Linked DNA regions of Canis lupus: region 1 is linked to region 2. The links are chromatin contacts, called in public Hi-C maps. All regions are on one chromosome and are shown on one strand. The core of a region is the stretch at or near the end of the contact, and the rest is flanking DNA. Distances in the headings are between cores, read along the strand shown. Region 1 overlaps LOC119872835 (a long non-coding RNA gene). Region 2 overlaps EGLN3 (prolyl hydroxylase EGLN3).

Region 1 (6,460 bases), core at 638-3,137, 220 kb after region 2:
ATCCCGGTTCTCACAATTATGCATGCCTGTTAGCCTCTCACTGTGCCCAGCTCTGTTTTAATTGGACTTCATGGCCCATGAGATTTCACAGGGTTTTGGCTCAAAGTAGAATATAGTTCTATCCCAGTGAACTTATTCCAAGTAGGTTTGACTCTTTTCCCCTCTCCCCAGCAGAACCTAGACTTTTGTCCCAAGGGACAGTCTATTTGCCCTAACCTTTGATATAAAAAGACTTATATATGAAGGAAGAACAAAGCTTTCCAAATTCCAGCTCCATTTGTGTAACCCTTGCCCTCCTGCACTTTGCAAGTTGGTGAGCAAACATGAGGAAGAAGAGGGTTTCTAGGCTTTCACCGACCACTCCATGTGGCAGCCACTTAGGAGGTGTCATAAGTCACATAGCATTGTATCCAAAGGCCAAAATAAACTTTCTTCTTTCAAGAGGCTGCATGAATCTGAGTTATGTGAAGTAAGTGATACAGACTGAGGGACCAGGCATCCTGAATACCCTGGCACCGAGCAGCTTCCTGCCTTGGGTACTACAGGCACATTCCAGAAGCCTTATACCCAACTTTGATGATGCACCCAACATGATCAAGTTGCATGTTCTTTCCCATAGGAGCAATGAGGAGGAAGGTACCCTGTCCCCTTCTGCCCCACATAAGGGAACAAAGATGAAGATTTTGTCCTATCCTACTTGGGAAACCCAAGTGTGAGGTGGTTACCCAAGATCATAAGAGGAGGTATCTGATACAACTAGAACTCTGAGTTCTCTGACTGGGTACCCAGAAATGCTCAGCTCACCATGATTCTGCCGCTTTAGAAGCAACAGTTCAGAAGTTAAGCCTCATCTCCTATGTCATCCAAGATGGGACCCCAGCCATATTCAAATTTGCAAGTCAAGACCTAAAGTCTCTGAGCTGTAGTTTCCCAAGGATTTGTTCATTTTACTGGTTTCCTGGAGGGGCTATGGAAAGGCTGGCTGCCCAGAAGGGATCCAGGAGGCCAACAGCCCTCCATGTACTAGAGGATGGGGTGACTGGGCCTTCAAAAGAAAAAGGCTTCTCTTTGTGTTCCAGATCCAGTAACACTCTATGGTACTCTTCATATCAGGTTTCTTTTAAGAAAAGGCGTGTTTTTCCACACACAAATCATTTGCCAAGTAGATCTGTCAACATTCTGCCTACAACCTTGTTTCCTCTTCCTGGCTTGCACCAGCTTGCGCCATAGAAATGTGGTCAGAATGCCTCTCAAAAATCTCTCCCCATCCCACAGTTTCTGTCAAATGGGGCAATTCAGCCTCTTCTGCCAGCTCCTGGCCTCGTGGACTGAATCCAGTGACAAGGTGGGAAGCTGGAATTTCCCATATTCCTAGAAAATGACAAATTTTGGCTGAAAATAAGGCATTCACTCAGCCAGCCACGTGAACTTGTGAACTCTGTGAATTTGAAGAGAGGACTACTATCATTCCCTCAAATGAGGTGACAAACAATGGCCAGAGTGGTGAGAACATATCTGCCTGGTTAGCACTTTGGGTAAAGGGTGGGAGGTAGAAGCAGAACTTTCTACAGCAAAGAGCTTCTTCCTGTGAATATCTGTCTCTGCAGGAAAGGCATCCGGGTATTATTGATCACCTCATGCTAACTATGACAGTGTCATTGCCTGCTGTTTTTCTACCCCAGGGCACAACGTGAATAAACAACAGAGTGTCAGGCATTCAGACCTACCCTTGCTGGCTGCCCATCCTGGCTTCCCCGTCACTCATTCCCCCTGATAGGTATGCCCACGGCCTCTTCTGTAGCCCGGGCACCACACTCCTTACACTGTCAGAGCACAGGGCCACAGATGACTCAGCTAGCGGTCACCTGACGATGTCAGTCTAAGTAGAAGCAGCTATTGCCAAGCTGTGTGGCTAATGCAAATCCAGCCATTGCTTGTCACTGAGCACCCAGAACAGGTGAAGAAAGAAGGGTTATCCCACCTTGTTCAAGTTCAACCACATAGTCAAGGCTAACCTAGGGGCCCGAGTTTCAAACTGATAGAGGGAACACAAGAAGAAATGTGAACTCTGCCTCAGGCCAGTCTGCTGCTAGCACCTCTGTAAGAATTAGGAAAAAGTGTCCCTTCCCTAAGACAAATTCTTTCACATGTCAAAAAAACTCTCATCATAAATGAATAAATCGGGCAGCCCAGGTTGCTCAGCGGTTTAGCGCCGCCTTCAGCCCAGGTGTGATCCTGGAGACCCAGGATCGAGTCCCATGTCGGGCTTGCTGCATGGAGCCTACTTCTCCCTCTGCCTGTGTCTCTGCCTCTCTCTCTCTCTCCGTGTCTCTCATGAATAAATAAATAAAATCTTTTAAAAAATAATAAATGAATAAATCTACCCCTTAGATCTGGCTCCCGGTGTAGTACACCACCTGTGTAACTACACACAGTATCTCTGTCAAAGAGAAAACCAGAAGTAATAATAATAGTAGCTGACGAGCTCTTTACTTCTTGTGAGTGCTGCACTAAACGCCTCAAGTAGTATCTCATCTAATCCTCCCACCAACCCGAAGTACTATTATTATCCCATTTAGATCTTGCAAATTAGGATACTGAGACTGAGCAATCTGCCAAGACCAGAAGCTATTAGGTGCCAAGGCCAAGGTATGAATGCAGATGGGCTTATCCCAGAATCTGAGCTTTGACCACTATGCTCATGGAGGGGAAACCCAGAAACCTATGTAACTTTGGTGTCCATTGAAATAAATGGTACCATCTTAGGGAAGATTTCCTTGAGAAAGAGCCTGTGATCTACTGAGGGCAGGCTCTCCAGGAGAAACCTGCAAGCTAGCAAGGGAAGCAGGAGAGAGAGAGGGAAGATGCTGAGCAAGGATGTGGTCTCAGGTAACACACAGCTTGGCCTTATCCATTAGCACAATTGTTCCACCTTGAGGCAAAGAGGCCAGCCTGCTATACCCCCTTAAATCATTCAGTCATTGGTCATGGGGGTCAAGCAGTGGGAACTTCCATGTATCTCCAAATGAGGTGACTCCCAAGAAGGCCATAGATGCAAACCCCTGGCTACAGCACATGCAGCACCTGGAGGATGTGTGCATAAGTGGGTAAAGGGCATCTGGATGAGGCACCAATAGCATCTATCACAGTAGCCCAGTACATTTTGGAAAAGTGTCAGCAAATGAGGCCTCTGTGATGTGTTCAGGGTACAATTCCACTGGAGTTAAAGGGGAATTTAATCCATCATGTAACTCTGACATTACAGCCTAACCACCACCAAACTTACGGCACCGACAAGGTGCTTATCACTCTGCGAGAAGACAGAGTCACACTACACTCGGCAGACCCATTACTCTGCAATCAAAGCCAACCAGGCTTCCACTGCTGACTCCAAATTACGAAGAGGAGAATTTCTAAGGTTGATAATGACCAGTTTCCAAACCACTTCTCCTGCCTCATTTTCCACGCCATCCCTTCAGACACTATCTGCAGCAATGTTCATTCAGAGAACTCTTCCCAATTAACTGTGAACTTTCTCATGTGCATGCTTTTATTAATGCTCTTGCCTGAATTTGGGGTGCCCTCTTTCATCCTTTCTTTGCCTGGTGAAATTTTAGTTAAGGTCCTTCTTTTGCAAGAAATAGAAACCCACTCAGGCCAGCAAGTAAAGTGGGGTTCATATAAGGGCTCTGGATCTTTCAAGGAGAATGGAAAGGAGGGGTGCCTGAGTGGTTCAGTCGGTTAAGTGTCTCCTTCAGCTCAGGTCATGATCCCAGAATCCTGAGATCGAGCCCCCCAACAGGCTCCCTACTCAGTGGGGAGTCTGCTTCTCCCTCTCCCTCTGCCTCTCCCCCCTATAGTGCTCTCCCCCCCCTCTAGTGCTCTCTCTCCTCCCTCTGGTGTGCTTGCTCTCTCTCACACTCACTCTCTCTCTCTCAAATAAATAAATAAAATCTTTTAAAAGAAGAATAGAAAGGAGAGAATCATGGAAAGGCTTTCACAAAGGAAATGGTAATGGCAGCTGGAAAGTCAGCTCTCTCCTGATATGTGGGCCTCTTGTTCTAGAGCATAAATCTTTGAAGGCGGCTTCTTGGTTAAGGCGATATTTCTATTACCCTCTTCACACAGAAGCAGTCCCCCCACAGCTGTATACAAGCCCCATAACCTGCTCCCACTCGAAAGCCACAGGTACTGGACCAGAAAGAGGCTTGGTACCCTCTGGGGCAATTGGAATTTGGAAGTAAGACTAAAAGTTAAATTCTATTTCAGTCTGGCCTACAGTCTTGATCAAGGAAGATATAAAACTGGAAGTCATGGCTTGGCCATCTTGTACCTGCAGGGGTAGATCAATGAGCAGAGAAGGCCAGTCAACAAATGGAAAAAGATCATAAAGCCAAAATGCAGTGAGAAATGGCCAGGGCCTGCCAGCTCTTCAGTTTCTGGTTCCAATCTCTTCCTGAGATGCAGTTACATTTCTGCCCTTGGATTCCATGATATCCCTGCAGCCTGGCGCCTCATAATAAAGGCTTATTTTCAGTTTAACGAGCTCAACTGGAATTCAGGAACCTGCAGCCAATGACTCTTCAAAAACACATGCTTCCCTTACTCATCTCTGTGCATCTGTTTCCTTTGTCCCTTTTACCCATCATTTCCCTTTACCTTCCTACCTTTCTTTTCCCTCTTTTCTTCCCTTTTCCTTCTGCTTCTCCTCTTCCTCCGCCCTTTCTTCTTTTTTCTTTTCCTTCTCCTCTTCCCTCCCTCCTCTCTCTCTCTTTCTCTCTCTTCCTCACTCATCTTCCTCCTTCCTCCTCTCTCCTACTTTGCTTTACCTCGCTGCTCTCAGAATCCAAACACGGCTGCACCTTTATGTCTGCCCAGCAACAAAGCTACTATTCAGCTGCTCTCAATTTTAGACTTCCAGGAAAATTTAATGACATAACTATTGTGCCATCTCCCCGAAGACCCTTGATTCTATAAAGTCAACAAAGAGATCCAGAATCCCATACAAACATAGGTGTAGAGCCCACAGCCACTAAAGGGAGGTGCAGACTGAAACATCCAAAATACAGTACAAGTACAAGCCCTACAAGGGCTTCCATGTCTCCCAGTGAGCAGATTTTCATGCAGCTGCTCGCTCCATATCCCCATCACACATTGCTTGCATCTCTGATAACCTTGTCATTTTCATTCTACTAAATCTTTTTTTTTTTAATTTTTATTTATTTATGATAGTCACATCAGAAAGAGAGAGAGAGAGGCAGAGACACAGGCAGAGGGAGAAGCAGGCAGGCTCCATGCACCGGGAGCCCGACGTGGGATTCGATCCCGGGTCTCCAGGATCGCGCCCTGGGCCAAAGGCAGGCGCCAAACCGCTGCGCCACCCAGGGATCCCTCTACTAAATCTTATTTATACATAGGAACCCATATCAAAACCTTCTTGAGGGCATGGTAGACACATCATAGGCACTGAAAACATGAACCTTAATCTGATTTGTGTACATGAACAGGGGTAGGTTAATACTTGCAATATGATTTTTGATGTGTGGTTCACGAGATAATATGCATTTTGGGAGGAAGAATCTTCACCAAAATATCATTTTCTTCTGTATTTCCAATTATTCTGTTCTCTCTGATTCATGGTACTCTGTATATACTTATTAAATAATCATCACATTGAGGTGTCCCTATTTATTTAAATATCTAATGCCTCACCTGGACTATGAGCTCTCTGAGGGCAGGAGCCATGTCTTTTTTTATCTTTCTATCTCTAACCTAGTACAAGCCTGATGCAAAAGAAGTATCTATTGAATGTTGTGTGTTGGATTGAATTGAATCCAAATCCACATGAGATCTGAGCTAATGACATCTCACCTGCCGGCAGTCATTTACCTGATCTTCTGAGTCGTGTTGGAGACTGAGTGTGGTAAAACTATTCTTAAAAACCACAATTTTGGCAAGACGGCAACCTTCCTTCTCTGAAGGAGCTCGCTTTATTACAAAAGGAAGGCATGACAAATAATTTTGCCCTTAAGAAACACACTTCCTCTTTTTGACAATTTTGACAGCCTACTGCTTAGGTCTGAAAAAGGAGCCCAGAAATAACTTACAGAGGAAACATGGCTCAGGTGTCTTCCCCAGATGCTATTGGTATCTTGAGACTATCCAGAAAGGTAATTTACACATATATACGCATACGCAACAGAATTTAAGTGTGCTTTGTGTTTCCACAGGGTGTCCAAATACTAACATTTGCCATCTGGCCTGCTCAGATGGCTGTTTCTGACATCTGCCCCAAAGTCTAGGTTTGCTTTTGTTTATTATTTGAACATTTATAGAATCTGAGCACTATGCTAGGCACAAGGGATGCAACAATGGAAAGCTGCACTCTGCTCTCGAAAAGTGAGCACAGACCATAAAAAAATAATTGCACAATAATGCAGTAAAATAAAACTATCACGCA
Region 2 (6,393 bases), core at 3,130-5,629:
TGGTCACACATATAAACCATTTCCAAAAAGTGCCATCAGCAACCCCCACTGTCCACTCAGCCACGATGATCATTTTAGACCCACAGGTCGGAAGAGGGTGCATGTGCCCTGTTCAGCCTCCAGTGAGACTCACCACTTCCCTAACAATCAATGGCCTAGACTTTTATAGAAATGTATTTCACATTGCTCATGACTTTGGAGTCAGATTCACTAGTATGACTTGATCTTAAACAAGCTGTAAAGTGGCCTTTGACGTAAATTTTAACTTAACAAATTAAAATATTAATCAACTCATTTTCCTTGTAAAATCTGCAATAGATGTGAATCCGTTTTTAAAAATTTGTCAAGAATAGCATGACTTCAAAGCTACCTGGTAGAGTGACCTTTAAAACCAGTATTTTGGTCCAATGCCAAATGCTAGACCCTTTTAACTGCTGGGCAGAAATACCAGTCAGTCTTTGTAAGGATTTATTTTGAATTATGAATGGTCTTGGGTGCAGCATATTTTAAATAAAATGCAACCTAAGTACAGGATAACCTGTACTTAACCTCTTGGTTGCTTCAGTTTTCTCGTTTGTAAAATGGGTTTATGAAGGTTGAAGGAGTTAATCCATGTAAAATGCTTTAGCCAAGGCCTGGCATACACTAAACGCTGCTTCTCAGGGTTGTTTAAAGTTCCTGATGTGCACAGCTGTCTTCCCCTCACCCAGGGCTTCTGAATGTCTCCCATCAGGGATCTGATATTCTACTTAAGTGCTCAGTAGCTTCAAATCCAGGCCTGGCAAACTCAAATAGCTTTTGGCACTTCCGAGTAACATAAATGATTGAAGCCAATCAGAAATATATGTGCCTGAACTCTGGCGTGTGTGCTCTGCTGTCTACAACCAGGGAATCTGCCGTCCTTTGCCATGAAGGCCCAATGTCCCAAATCTTCAGATTTTAGGAGAAATACAGGCAACTGAACCAGAGTTGCACGTAAACTCTCTTGAATAGCTTTTATCCCAAGTTTTTAATCATGGTCACAAAAGATACCTCAGGCTGTACTCTGAGGTCACTGCCTGTGGTCTCCCAAGTCAAGCAGCTCTGTGACAGCTCCAGAGCTCAGGTGGGCGCTCCATCTCTTTTCCCCTGGCTCAGATGCATCCTGTCCCCAGGCAGAGCCCCCATCCCTCAGCGCCATCCACATTCCACATGCCTCCTCCAGTCCTTCCCCTGTGCTAGCTCTGGACAGGGTCCTTCCCCTCTCCACCATGAAACAGTTAACCACACGGAGAACTTGATGTGTAAAGACTTGAGAAGTAATACATGAGACTACGTATATTCTTCAGCTTGGAAAAATAGCCAGGTGGCTCATCATAGTAGAAAACGTAATGGGTTAAATTTTCTGGCTAGAAATGGGTCCAACTGATAGTTGGATGACAACCGCCAAGGCAATAAACTTGCCGATTTTTCTAGTTGGCTGTGGGTTCGAGGAGCTGAAGGCTATATACTCCCAGGGTCATTTTTCTGGGTGCTCTGAGTTCAGCACATATTTTCACACATACATTTAATGGGGAGAGTGAGCAGGGCAGCCCCCTGGCTGCATACTTTATGTTCCATATTCACAGAAGCACCCACTAAGGAAGGGACCCAGTTTGGTAATGTGAGGGGTGGGGTGGTTGTTAGCCACTGCAACAAAGGCACTAGCTCTAAAATTGAAGATCTCCTCTTTAAAAAGAAAAACAAAAATTAAAAACCAAGTACTCAAGCTGCTCTGTGCAGGTAAACCATGAGAAAGGCTAGATAGAAAGACTGGAAGAAGCAGGATCTTTCCAAGTTTTGTTCTTTGAAAAAAAAAAAAAAAGTAAAGATAAAATATAAATTAAGCCAAGATTTCACTTTCCATGATTTTCCATTTGGCTCTGACAGGGACCCAGAGGAAAGAACTATAAAAACCCTTTGCAAGGGCAAGGAACTTAAATCCAGAGGACAAGGAAGGCAAACTGAGATGACTGCTTTAGCCTTTTCCCCCATGTTGGTTCTTCCTGGTTCAGGGGTACATAATCTTCAAGGATACCTTGTGGGACCCACGACCGTCACTTAAAATTCCTACTGTCCAATACTCGGTAAGACATCTTTACAAGATAAAGGCAACTATGCAGAGCTTTCTCCACGGATTTCCAGAAAACGTCACCCTGCAAAGTTCACCACTGCTGCCAGTCCCATCCTTTATCTGAAGTTGAACAAAAACAACAACAAAAAGCAAGCTCTCAAGGTGGTGATGAACTGCTCATGAACAAGAAAAGGGCTTTAGAACCTTTTACATTCATTCTAACTTCATCTAGATCGGCGTAAAGGAATTATTCAGTTAAATGTAGGTACTTTCGAAAAAAAGTAGGAAACTCTGCAAACTGTCACTAGTTATCTTGGCATCTTGCTTGTTATCTGTCTTGTTGGTTAAGAGCAAACCTAGCTATTTCCTTCCTTTTTCTGCTTCTAGTTAAAGATTGATGTAGCAAAATGAGGAAAAAAATAGGAAATATGCTCTTGGTGGGGAACGTGAGCCTTGGCCAACGAGCATGTTCCCCTTCCTAAAGTTTCAGTATCTGACCAGACAATTCACAGGAGTCAGAACACCAGTCAAATACAACTAACTGTAAGGTAAGTAATCCTTTTAACAAACCTCACGTTATTCATTAAAATGTTTTCTGCTATTTGATTTCTACACGGAGAACCACTTCTGTCTTCCTCCCTTGTTCTAAATCCACACTAAAAACGCCTCTTTCTGAGGTGCCTCGGTGGCTCAGTCCATTAAGCATCTGGCTCTTGATCTCAGGGTCCTGAGTTCAAGCCCTGTCTTGGGCTCCACACTGTACATGGGGCTTTCTTAAAAAATAATAATAAAAAAAATTTGTTTTAGAAGCCTCCTCCTGAACCCAGAACGTTGCTACACAAAACCTCACCTTCGGTTTAGAGCAATAATCATCAACCACCCCCCTCCCCCCCCACCCGCCTTGCATGAATTTCGTTGAAATGCAAGAGCTTAGGTAATTCTGAAAATGAAAAGTAAAGAGGCATAACCAACTCTCAGTGGCTCTGGTGACGTGAGTTCACCCCTTTTCAGGTCAGGTGAGAGCATCGTGCCTGTAAAGGCAGGAATTTACCAGCTTCACTTGAAAACCTGTCCCCAGGTAGACTTCCACCTGCACCCTCGATCTGCTGCTCTACTATGAGTTTGGTCCTCGCTTTGGGATCATCCAAACGATCAACAACTACCCAGACTCTAGAACCTTCGATTTAATTCTCCTAGCTCAGGGAGGGCAGTTTTACCAGATGCCAGCGCCCCTTGGGGTTCTTACATTCAAGAGTTAGGCTCCCGCCCCCACCCCAGAAACACGCGCACGCGCGCACACACACGTCTCCGTAAGAGTCACAGGCCTGTAAACTCTGTACTAGATCTAGATCCTACTCCAGGGAATCCTGCATTTCGTGCATGAACTTGAGTGAATCATTCTCCCAGGAGAAGCCATTGAAACTCTGCTGAGGCCAAGAATTTAAGAAACTATTGTCATTCCTTTCTGAATTGTGGTTAATTCCTCTCCTCGGAGAGGGCTCAGCCAGAGCTTTGCAATTAGGCACAGTAAACAGGCGGAGGAGCACCGACATATCAATACAGGCTGTTTGGGTTTGGAGAGGCGGCCCTTCCCCCGAGGCCTGGCTCCGGGCCAGCAGGGTGACGGCTGAGTGACAGGGCTACGTGCGCTGCGTGAGGGTGGCAGCCAGCCCACACCCGAGCGCACCGCAGGGCAGACTTCGGAGGGAACCGGCACAGGACAGCCCTCCCCCCCCACCGCCCGAGTCACCGAGAAGTGTTCTGAAGAAGGGCTTCCCTGCACTTAGGAGATCCGCAAAAGTCAGCCAGACTCAGGGTGAAGGACATTAAGAGGGGCGTCCAACTGGATCCCTCCCGACGCCTTGCTCCACACGCTAAGAGCAGCCGTGTCCTGAGGACCTGTGCAGCCAGGTGGCACTTTGCACACGCCCTCCCGTTTAATGTCCTGCTGCTCACGGGTTCTCAGCAGAAGTCATTACACCCCCTGCCCCACCCTGTTAGTTATCTTCTTTGCATAGAAAAGCAAATTCATGAGTAAGGCAACAGGGGGTAGGGACTCACAACACTTAACTTCTTCTTTTCTTTTTATTTATTTATTCATTTATTTATGATAGTCACAGAGAGAGAGAGAGAGAGGCAGAGACACAGGCAGAGGGAGAAGCAGGCTCCATGCACCGGGAGCCCGACGTGGGATTTGATCCCGGGTCTCCAGGATCGCGCCCTGGGCCAAAGGCAGGCGCTCAACCGCTGCGCCACCCAGGGTTCCCAACACTTAACTTCTGATGTATGAAGCAGACTTCTCAGAAAAACAAAACTTTACCTGCAGCCCTCCAAAGGCTCTGGGAATAACAGAAAACAGGAATGTTTGTGGTTTGCAGGATTGTCACAGAATTAAGTGTGGCCGTCCTTAACTTCTCATCTGCCATGAATTCTAAAATAAGGGAATCCATGATAACTCACATGTAGTTGGTAAGACAAGATTTTATAAATGGGAAATTAAAAAAAAAAATTACCGGTCAAAACACATCAGGAAAAATGTCTTGAAACAATATCCTTAAGCTAAGAAAAACCAGGCAAGCGCTTTACCTACCATTCCCAATGAATTTTCAGAGTATTAATTAGGGGACACTGCAACTATGCCGGATAAAATAAAGTCGGAGAATTTTCTAGGAAGCCAGATCTCCTATTTACATGTGCCTTTTGGTACCTGGAAAAATGTATCTGCTCAATGAAAGAAATGACACACAGCAAATTAGCTGGAATTAGCATTCGTGACATTCAGTAAACGTTTATTAACTGAACAAACATTTGTATAATGGTTACTACCTGCCTGACACCATTCTATATGCTTCATGAATATTCCCTCATTCAATATTCATAACCTCATAAGGCAGGAGCCATCATTATATCCATTTGACACATGGGGAAACCGAGGCATGAGGAGGTTAGGTCCCTTGCTTTCTGAACCCAGTGAGTCTGGCTACGGAGTGTGGGGCTGTCCTCATCAAGTCACGCTCACCTAATGTCTGGCATTAACCAAGTCACTCCTTTTCGGGGGAACAGAGATCTTCATTTGTACTTGAAGTATCTGAATCCCTCTCACCCTTCCATAATCAAGGAAATTGCAAAGTGCAAAAAAAAAAAAAATGTGAAAGAGAAGCGTGCTTGGTATTGAGTCTGTGAAGGAAAACTCCAAAGTAGGGGGGGAGGGGTTAACAAAAGCACAGGGCAAAGCAAAGTGACTTTGAATCCTGGCGCAGAGTACCAGCTGTCCACTTGGTCTTGGCTTCAGTTCCTCCCGCTGCAAGACAAACTCACTCCCGCCCTAAACTCTCTGCAGCCCCAGCAGAGCCCCTAATCTGCTCTGCATGCAATTGCTCAACAATTAGCCCAAGTCATCCCCAGGCCGCTCTGCTCAGGTTCTATAGGAGGAAGTCAGCGTCTCTGGACCTTTCCTTGTCAGCTCAGGTCAACACCAGCCAAGGTTTTTGGACTTGTTTCAAAGTCAGAAGATAAACGACCAATTAAGAAAAAAATCATAAAGGAAATACAAGTGTTTTCGTAACAGGAGCGGCACCTGGTCAACTCAAAGGAATCCCAGGGATGAGATAAATTTTCCTTGCTCACGCACAAAGCTTGTTTAGGAGACAACTCCAGCACTACCGTGTTAACTGGAATTCACTGAATACAGAACTTTCTAAGATCATGGTAATTAGAATATGCTGGGTACAGACCCCCTAGGCCCTAGAGGAGGGGCGAGATCCAAAGGGATAACTTGAAGGGGTAGAAAGTAAAATGCTCCTCTGAGAGCAGAGTATTGACTATTTTGGGGAACTGCGAGGGGACCAGAAAGGAGTGCCTGGCTCTGAACTGAGGGGACAGGGATCATTAATTTAACTGTCCCCATGTTCTTTCCATGATATATACAAGCAGAAACCAAAACTCATGGAACATTATAGAACTAAGCGTGGTCTTTCCACCACTGAACACTGCTTCTGAAATATCAGGAAGCATCTGTTAAGTGAAAACAGGTGCTCTAATGTCCAGAGTGACCGCTTTAACTCCAAGGTAGAGCGACAAGGATGACTCTCCAATGACTCTTACGACTTACCAGATACAGACCCAAACCTTTAACTAGGAAGCAAAGGCCTCCATGCCGAAGAAGTAAGAAAAGGCCAAGCAGCAGCTACTCTCTGACCTCCACCAGGTCTTATCGCTGATTCCCGTCAAGCTGGATCTGCGGTCACTCTCCTCCGTACCCCCGGAGAGCTGCTCATCTCGGCCTTCTCCGGTGTCCCAGG

The links. A called contact is a pair of places that touch in the nucleus more often than the background predicts.
Region 1: a contact with region 2 is called in a Hi-C map of blood, with 4 times the contacts expected there. The contact joins two enhancer-like sites. A contact is called at or near these places in 2 of 9 Hi-C or Micro-C datasets (both in blood).

What each region holds. Positions count from the first base shown.
Region 1 is chr8:13,261,659-13,268,118 of UU_Cfam_GSD_1.0, forward strand. The region is part of intron 1 of LOC119872835 (a long non-coding RNA gene); the gene reads right to left. It also overlaps the pseudogene LOC100688528. Among named protein-coding and RNA genes, the nearest start is that of EGLN3, 210 kb to the left of the region's middle. Within about 2 kb of position 1,888, at least 3 of the 20 cell types and tissues checked have an H3K27ac peak or open chromatin away from gene starts, as enhancers often do. A contact at or near this core is called in blood, where this site is marked.
Region 2 is chr8:13,042,427-13,048,819 of UU_Cfam_GSD_1.0, forward strand. All of the region lies in intron 1 of EGLN3 (prolyl hydroxylase EGLN3), which reads right to left. Among named protein-coding and RNA genes, the nearest start is that of EGLN3, 14 kb to the right of the region's middle. Within about 2 kb of position 4,380, at least 10 of the 20 cell types and tissues checked have an H3K27ac peak or open chromatin away from gene starts, as enhancers often do. A contact at or near this core is called in blood, where this site is marked.